Regions from separate parts of the Gasterosteus aculeatus genome. Here region 1 is linked to region 2. Evidence: chromatin contacts called from public Hi-C data. All regions are on one chromosome and are shown on one strand. Each heading gives the region's core, a stretch centred on a gene start, on an enhancer-like site or on the middle of the called end of the contact. The rest is flanking DNA. Distances are from core to core; before and after follow the strand shown. Region 1 overlaps lsamp (limbic system associated membrane protein). Region 2 overlaps lsamp (limbic system associated membrane protein).

Region 1 (3,213 bases), core at 573-3,072, 150 kb after region 2:
GCAGCTTAGGGTCTCTGTTTTAAGCAGAGCGAGAGTGAAAGCGGTACGCGTGGATCACACAGCCGCCATGAAACAGAATGAAAGCAGAGAGCAAACTAGCGCTCGGCGAGAGTTTAACCCGGACAACAACGCGGGGAACAGGTTACTTTCAAAAAGCAGCAACACGAAGAATCTGAGGACAAACACACAGCTTTTACATTTGTGGAGGCCGGAGCTTATACACACGGACACGTGCACACCTCCGCCCACATGGGCACTTCTAGGCTTCGAATGCCCCCCCCCATTATTCCGATGGGGTCTTGACATGCGTGGTTCACTTAATGGCGTAATACAAAATTCCAGTAAATAAGAGTAACCAGAGGTCAAGGTTGGGTCATTTGTTGCAGCTCTTGTTTACTCATGAAGACGTTTTGGGTGGATGCCATCGGGTGAGTCCTCCATCCTGACACCAAACCACAGCAGAGAAGTGTGAAAAACAGGTGGAGGACAATCTAAACTCCATGTTTCCCAAAAGCAGTTCCATGATTAACTTCCCCTGTGGCCCAAAAAGGCAAAAAAAAACAACCAGAAGGATAGTTTCTTATAGTTGTACTTGGTGGATCCCGATGGATCAGACGAGAAGCGCCGAGGACCCGATCAGCGATTCTCCCGCCGTCCTCATTCACGAGGAGATCTGCAATAAGACCCATCCATCACGCTTGATGGGAGAGGACAGCCTGCCGCCTTATCAGCACTTGTGCTCTCAGATAAGCTCTCGTGCTCTGAGCGGCTGGGAGGAGGGAGTGTGGATTGTGCAGCGCTGGAGAGACATCTGCTGGCGCCCGGCCGACTCACAGGTCGGCTCCATTCGCATCGTCCACTTCCCTTCAGCCGGAAATGGCGGCGCTGATACGACTCCGGATTTGAAGGGTCGGGGGCCCCCCCCCCCCCGGTAAGTGATGCCTGCAGCTTTCATTTGACACCACTAAAGAAAGAGGATGATAGTCTGATGGGCAGGAATCCCAGATTCGATTCACTAACAAACACCACATAAACGTGCCAAATGCAACTTCACTGCCTGATGTTAGAACTGTCTTTGTGTGATTAAACTAAACTTCATTCGGGTCTTAGCAGGACTTAATGTTGGGGGGGCGTCGCTTATTTACTACCTCCAAAAGAAAACAGCATGAGGTACAACTGTTTTCAACGGGGACAAACCAGCAAATTACACAATATTGTTTGTGTAATGTAAACACATGCACACACTCTGTCTGTGTGTGTGTGTGTGTGCGTTGTGCATAAGAACAGGTTGTGCTCCATATGAACAAACTTCTCTCATTATCTATCTAATCTGATCCACGCAGCCATATTTACATCCAGCTGCTCTCGGTTGTCTCCCTGCTGCAGTTTTATGCGCCGCAACCTCCAACTGGCACCAACCGACTCCTTGAAAGGGGTCCATGTTTAAAATGACTGCCAAGTCCGGTCTGAGTGGAATTCATTAAAAAAAAAAAAAAAACACTCCTCCATCTGCGGCGCGCGACCCCGATATCTCACTCGTGGGAGACAAGCGGAAGCAAAATTGCGAAAAGCATCTTCATCTCCATCTCTGGGGAGGGATGGGGGAGGAGGGGGGTGGGGAGGAGGGGGGTGGGGGTGCATTAAGTGTCTGCTGCATCTTTTATTTGGCTTTGACACCGGCAGTGACACCTCGATCGACCCGCCGCCGCGTGCGTATTTCATTTAATTCAACGTGGCTTCTGGATACAATCGCTGGCCTTCTCCACCTCCTGGGCCCGCCGGCCGTTGCTATGGAAACATCACAGAGAGAAAGAGAAGGGTGTGTGTGTGTGTGTGTGCGCGCGTGCGTGTATGTGTGACTGTGACGGAGCGAGATTTCAAAGTAGACCGCTGAGCTGTGTCTAATGAGAAGTGTGTACTCACACTCGCATGAACGTGCCCTCCACACGCACACGCACACGCACTCCCCGTGTCTGACGGTGGGCTCATAAAGCACATTATAACATTATTTCCCAGAATTCCACGGAGGCACTACAACACATCTCAGCAGTTTCTCTCTGTTCCTACAAATGTAATATTAAAGCGGATCCCGCCAAAGGACGCAGCCGACTGCGAAACGTTCCTTATTTCCATCTTCTGGCGCCTTGAAGGACACTCACGGCGTCTCCACGCGCGACTGGAATCTGGATGATGTTCCTCCTGACTGAGACAAAGGGAGGCGGTGCAGTGCGGTGGGGGGGAATAACGGGGTTGTAATATTCACCAAGCTGGAAGCACGTAACATCTTTCATCTGCGAATGAGGCAATGCGCCACCTAAGATCTGCAACAACAACAACAACAACAAAAACGTGACAATGAGACTTAATAACGCCGCTTTTGTTAATAATGCTTCATCCGATCCTCAAGCGGGCCGATCCGAGCTCACCTCGTTTCTGTTTGCGGCGGCACACAAACCGCTGTGGACCATCCGCGCATCGGCGCTCTGACTCGCACAAACATTTGCACGGCTCAAAGTCACCCGAACGCGCGCCCCTTTGGCGCGCACATTAAACGTTGATTGCTTTCCTCGCCTCGGATCACCCTGCGGGACTTTCAGTTGTGACTCGGCGGCTGCGACGCGGCGTTGGTAAATCAGATGCGCGGGGGGGGGAGGGGGGTCCTCGCAAGGTCGGAGGCGTAAACCTGTGGAATGTGCGCCAGAGATGCGTGAGGCATTTCTTTAATGTGGCCTGCGAGGTCATCACGTCTTATAACTAAGGCGACGCCTCCTGTGCTACTCGCATCCTTATCTTTGCATAAAAACATGCAAAGGCATCCGTTGTGTTCTTTAGCTTTGCACTGCTGCCGTCCCCGGGTCTTTGGGATCATTCCCCATGTTCCAAAACAGACACTCGTTCTCACCCCTAATGTGTTAAATACCGTAGTGCTTCACACACACACGCACACGCGCGCGGCGTATTTAGCATCTGGACGCAGCGCAGCAGACACTTAACGGAGTGACTAACAATGTAAGTGCAGCCACCGTGCAGTAAAGTGTCTGTGATTCTGGGTGAGTGGGAGGGGAAGTAAATAATTCAATCAAGTCCAAGAAATAGCTGTTTGTGTTCTGTTTATACATCGAAAAGATGCCTTTTACGCAAACTTATGTCAACAGCTGTGATGCCTCAAAAGACATCTTTTTGATTTGAGTTTATATAGAAAAATGCTGCATG
Region 2 (3,016 bases), core at 211-2,710:
GAGCTCCGGTTCATCCGAGGTGCCTCAACTTAATCCTGCTTAAGTCCGGGCGATGTGGTGATCGGAATTGGAATACGGGAGCAGGAAGTTTGTGCTGACACACGCTTGACTGATAGAAAGTATTAACATAAGAAGGGAAATGCACGTCATGGTCACAGCATAATTTGCCTCACTGGGAAGCAGGGACTCGATAAAGTGCTGAGGTCCTTCGCACAGGGACAGCTCGGGAACAGTGTGTGTGTGTGTGTGTGTCTGTGTGTGTGTGTGTCTCCCCACTTCATCTAAAAGCAAATCCACCCTCCGCGATAAGACCAGCTGCAGATATCCTCTCCAGTGTGTCTTCACAGAAGGTGACTGCACTATTAAAAAGGCTCTTCCTGCCCGCCGAGCATGCCGAGAGGCCCGGATAGAATCGCACAGCAAAGAAATCCACCATCTTTATTCCAGATTAGCAGTAGGAGAATAAACTGGAGAGAAACAAGGCCCTTTTGTTTTCGCAGCGACGGTTTCAGTGAAGTCAAATAAACTGGTGCATAAAGAAGAGGAAACTGCATCTATTTGCGTCCATGGAGCTCGGATGGAACGTGGCCCCCGCGAGCACATCTGCACCCTAAAATATTCCCGTGCCTCTGCCAGATTCTTCATCCGGTGCCATGAACTGGAATACATTATCAGAGAAGTTGGCAGAAGTTGTGAGTGTCGTGAGTTTTTTCTTCTTGGAGGGAAGTCTATCCTCGCACTCAAAGTCGCTCCCCGCCAGCAGAGGGCAGCAGAGTTCCAGCGGGCGTCTTCAGCCGTCTGTCCTTGATGCACACTCGCTCTAACTCCCATTAAAGCCCAGAGTGAAATGATTTGACCCCTCTATTTGGCTGCGGCGGCAGGAATGAGAGGCCTGAGCGAGTCGCCGGGCGGGCGGATTTGATTCTGTTGGCGCGCGGGAGCCGCTAAAGTAGGTTATCACTGCCGGGGGAGAGTGACAGGCCTGTTATGGTTCCAGGCAGATGATGAATGAAATCAGGTGTAGAGTCCTGCTGGGACAACGACCCAGAGGGGATCCAAAGCGGCTTGTCGCTGGCGACCGACGAACCCACAAACACATCCGTCTGCCGGGTCGGCCCTCAGCAAGCGAATAACAGGAGCAACCAACTGTAACGGCTCCTTTAGCAGAAGGACAAACTCGATTCTCAAAGGAATTCATTGTAATATCAATATGAGCTGCTGCATGGGAACTGGTCACCATTACAGACAGGTTGGTCCAGTTTTCCCATCACGCACGGCGGGTGAAAACAAGACCAAAGGAGCAGGGAGGGTCGTGACAGCCGCGTAGTAATATTTTGCGGTTCTGAAATCCCGGCCTGCTTAGATCGTGATGAATCGGCCCCCTGGGGAGGTTAATTGGATGCCCAAGTGCCACGAAGACTCTCAGATCCACGGTGACTCTCAGATCCACGGAGACACTCAGATCCATTGTGACTGTGAGGAGCTCCACGTTTTCCCGAGGAGATTTAGAGTGAAGGATGGACGTGCACGAGGTAAGGTGGGCCAAGGTGTGTGTGTGTGTGTGTGTGTGTGTTCAGCAGCTTGTGCCGAGCGGTTTGCTCGTCCCTAAAGTGCTTACTCCTCCAGTCGGGCGAGCGATACGTTTCGTACTCGGCACTAGACACTAAATGAGTGCCTCCATCCTGAGAGCGGCTTTGAGATTTGTTTGGGGGGAAAATAAGCTGCCAAGAGGAAGTGACATGCTGGAAGTTGCCGACGAGCCGGGGTTCATTTAGCGTTGTGTTGTTGAGTATTAATTAAACGTTGAGATTCTGCACTTATAGCAGCGGGTGACGTAAATGTACCTTCCCTTGGCAGAAGTAAGTCTGAAATTAAGAACATTAAAAAAATAACAGGGGTCAGTGCTGTTTGAGAAAAATCAAAGAGGTATCACTAATTAAAATCTGAAACACGACTGTTCGGTTTGTTTATCGTTAAAGGATTAAAAAAGGCTTAATATAAATCCATCAACTCCTCCTCGACTTGCAGTTAATTTGTGGTTTGTTAGTGCAGGAATCACCTCCTGTACAAGCGTGGAGCAGCAGCCGTACTTTGGTCCTCTTTTTCAAGCCGGAACGGAGATTAACTGCTTCACTGCTGACGCGACAAACAGGGGGAATAAAACACGTGCAGGCGGCACACGAGCACCCATTTCACAGGGTCACCGCTTAGAAACATCTGCCGCCGCGACGGCCGTCACTGACATCTGGGCCCCGCTTGCAGGCCTGGTAGCCGCCGGACGCCGAGGAGCTTAAACGGATCAGGAGGGAAACCAGCGCAGGACCTTCAGCTAAAGAGGAAACAACGAGTGACATTAGCTTTGATTCTCCGGCATCGCGCTGTGAAATGAACTATCCAAGCGAGGATAAATGATTTTATTATGGTGCATTAACACCATCATCCAAGGAGAAAGGGCAATAACACTTCCCGCTGGGCGGAGGGGGCGGAGGGAGGGGTGTGTGTTATAAACAGGCTCACGGCCAAAATCCTCCGGGGACAAAGCGGAGATTGATGGCGTTTGGAGACAGCAAAACTATTTCCACCATTTGGAGCGGATTCCTTTTGGAGGCCAGATCTTTGGTAACCCCCCCCTCCGATGATTCCCTCCCCGTCACTAGTGGACGCTTACTGCTGCGATTTAGGCGGGCGTGAAAGTGGCGATGACGGCGTCCTGCAGAGGGCGGACTTATTAAATGATGAGATGATGATGAAAGGGAAGGACGGCTTGTTGGTGCGATTATGCTCCCATTCTCTTCAAGTGTTTTGCAGACACAAGCGGGACACTTGATCCGATCTGAAGATCACATGTGTCTGGACATCACAGAATCCGCGGCCGTTACTTCCATTAGTAGTGAGCGATGAAGTTGGGGATTAGTCTTTATCAAACCCCGCACGATGTCGCCAAATGAACACCGGCATGTGAACACGGGGACACGGCGAGGGATCCATAATAAGCGCTGAGTTAAAAATGATCGGG

What was found. A called contact is a pair of places that touch in the nucleus more often than the background predicts.
Region 1: a contact with region 2 is called in a Hi-C map of skeletal muscle, with 9 times the contacts expected there. The contact joins two enhancer-like sites. A contact is called at or near these places in 2 of 6 Hi-C or Micro-C datasets (both in skeletal muscle).

The regions. Positions count from the first base shown.
Region 1 is chr1:3,317,134-3,320,346 of fGasAcu3.hap1.1, forward strand. All of the region lies in intron 1 of lsamp (limbic system associated membrane protein), which reads right to left. Among protein-coding and RNA genes, the nearest start is that of lsamp, 140 kb to the right of the region's middle. Within about 2 kb of position 1,823, at least 4 of the 9 cell types and tissues checked have open chromatin away from gene starts, as enhancers often do.
Region 2 is chr1:3,166,346-3,169,361 of fGasAcu3.hap1.1, forward strand. All of the region lies in intron 7 of lsamp (limbic system associated membrane protein), which reads right to left. Among protein-coding and RNA genes, the nearest start is that of gap43, 20 kb to the left of the region's middle. Within about 2 kb of position 1,461, at least 5 of the 9 cell types and tissues checked have open chromatin away from gene starts, as enhancers often do.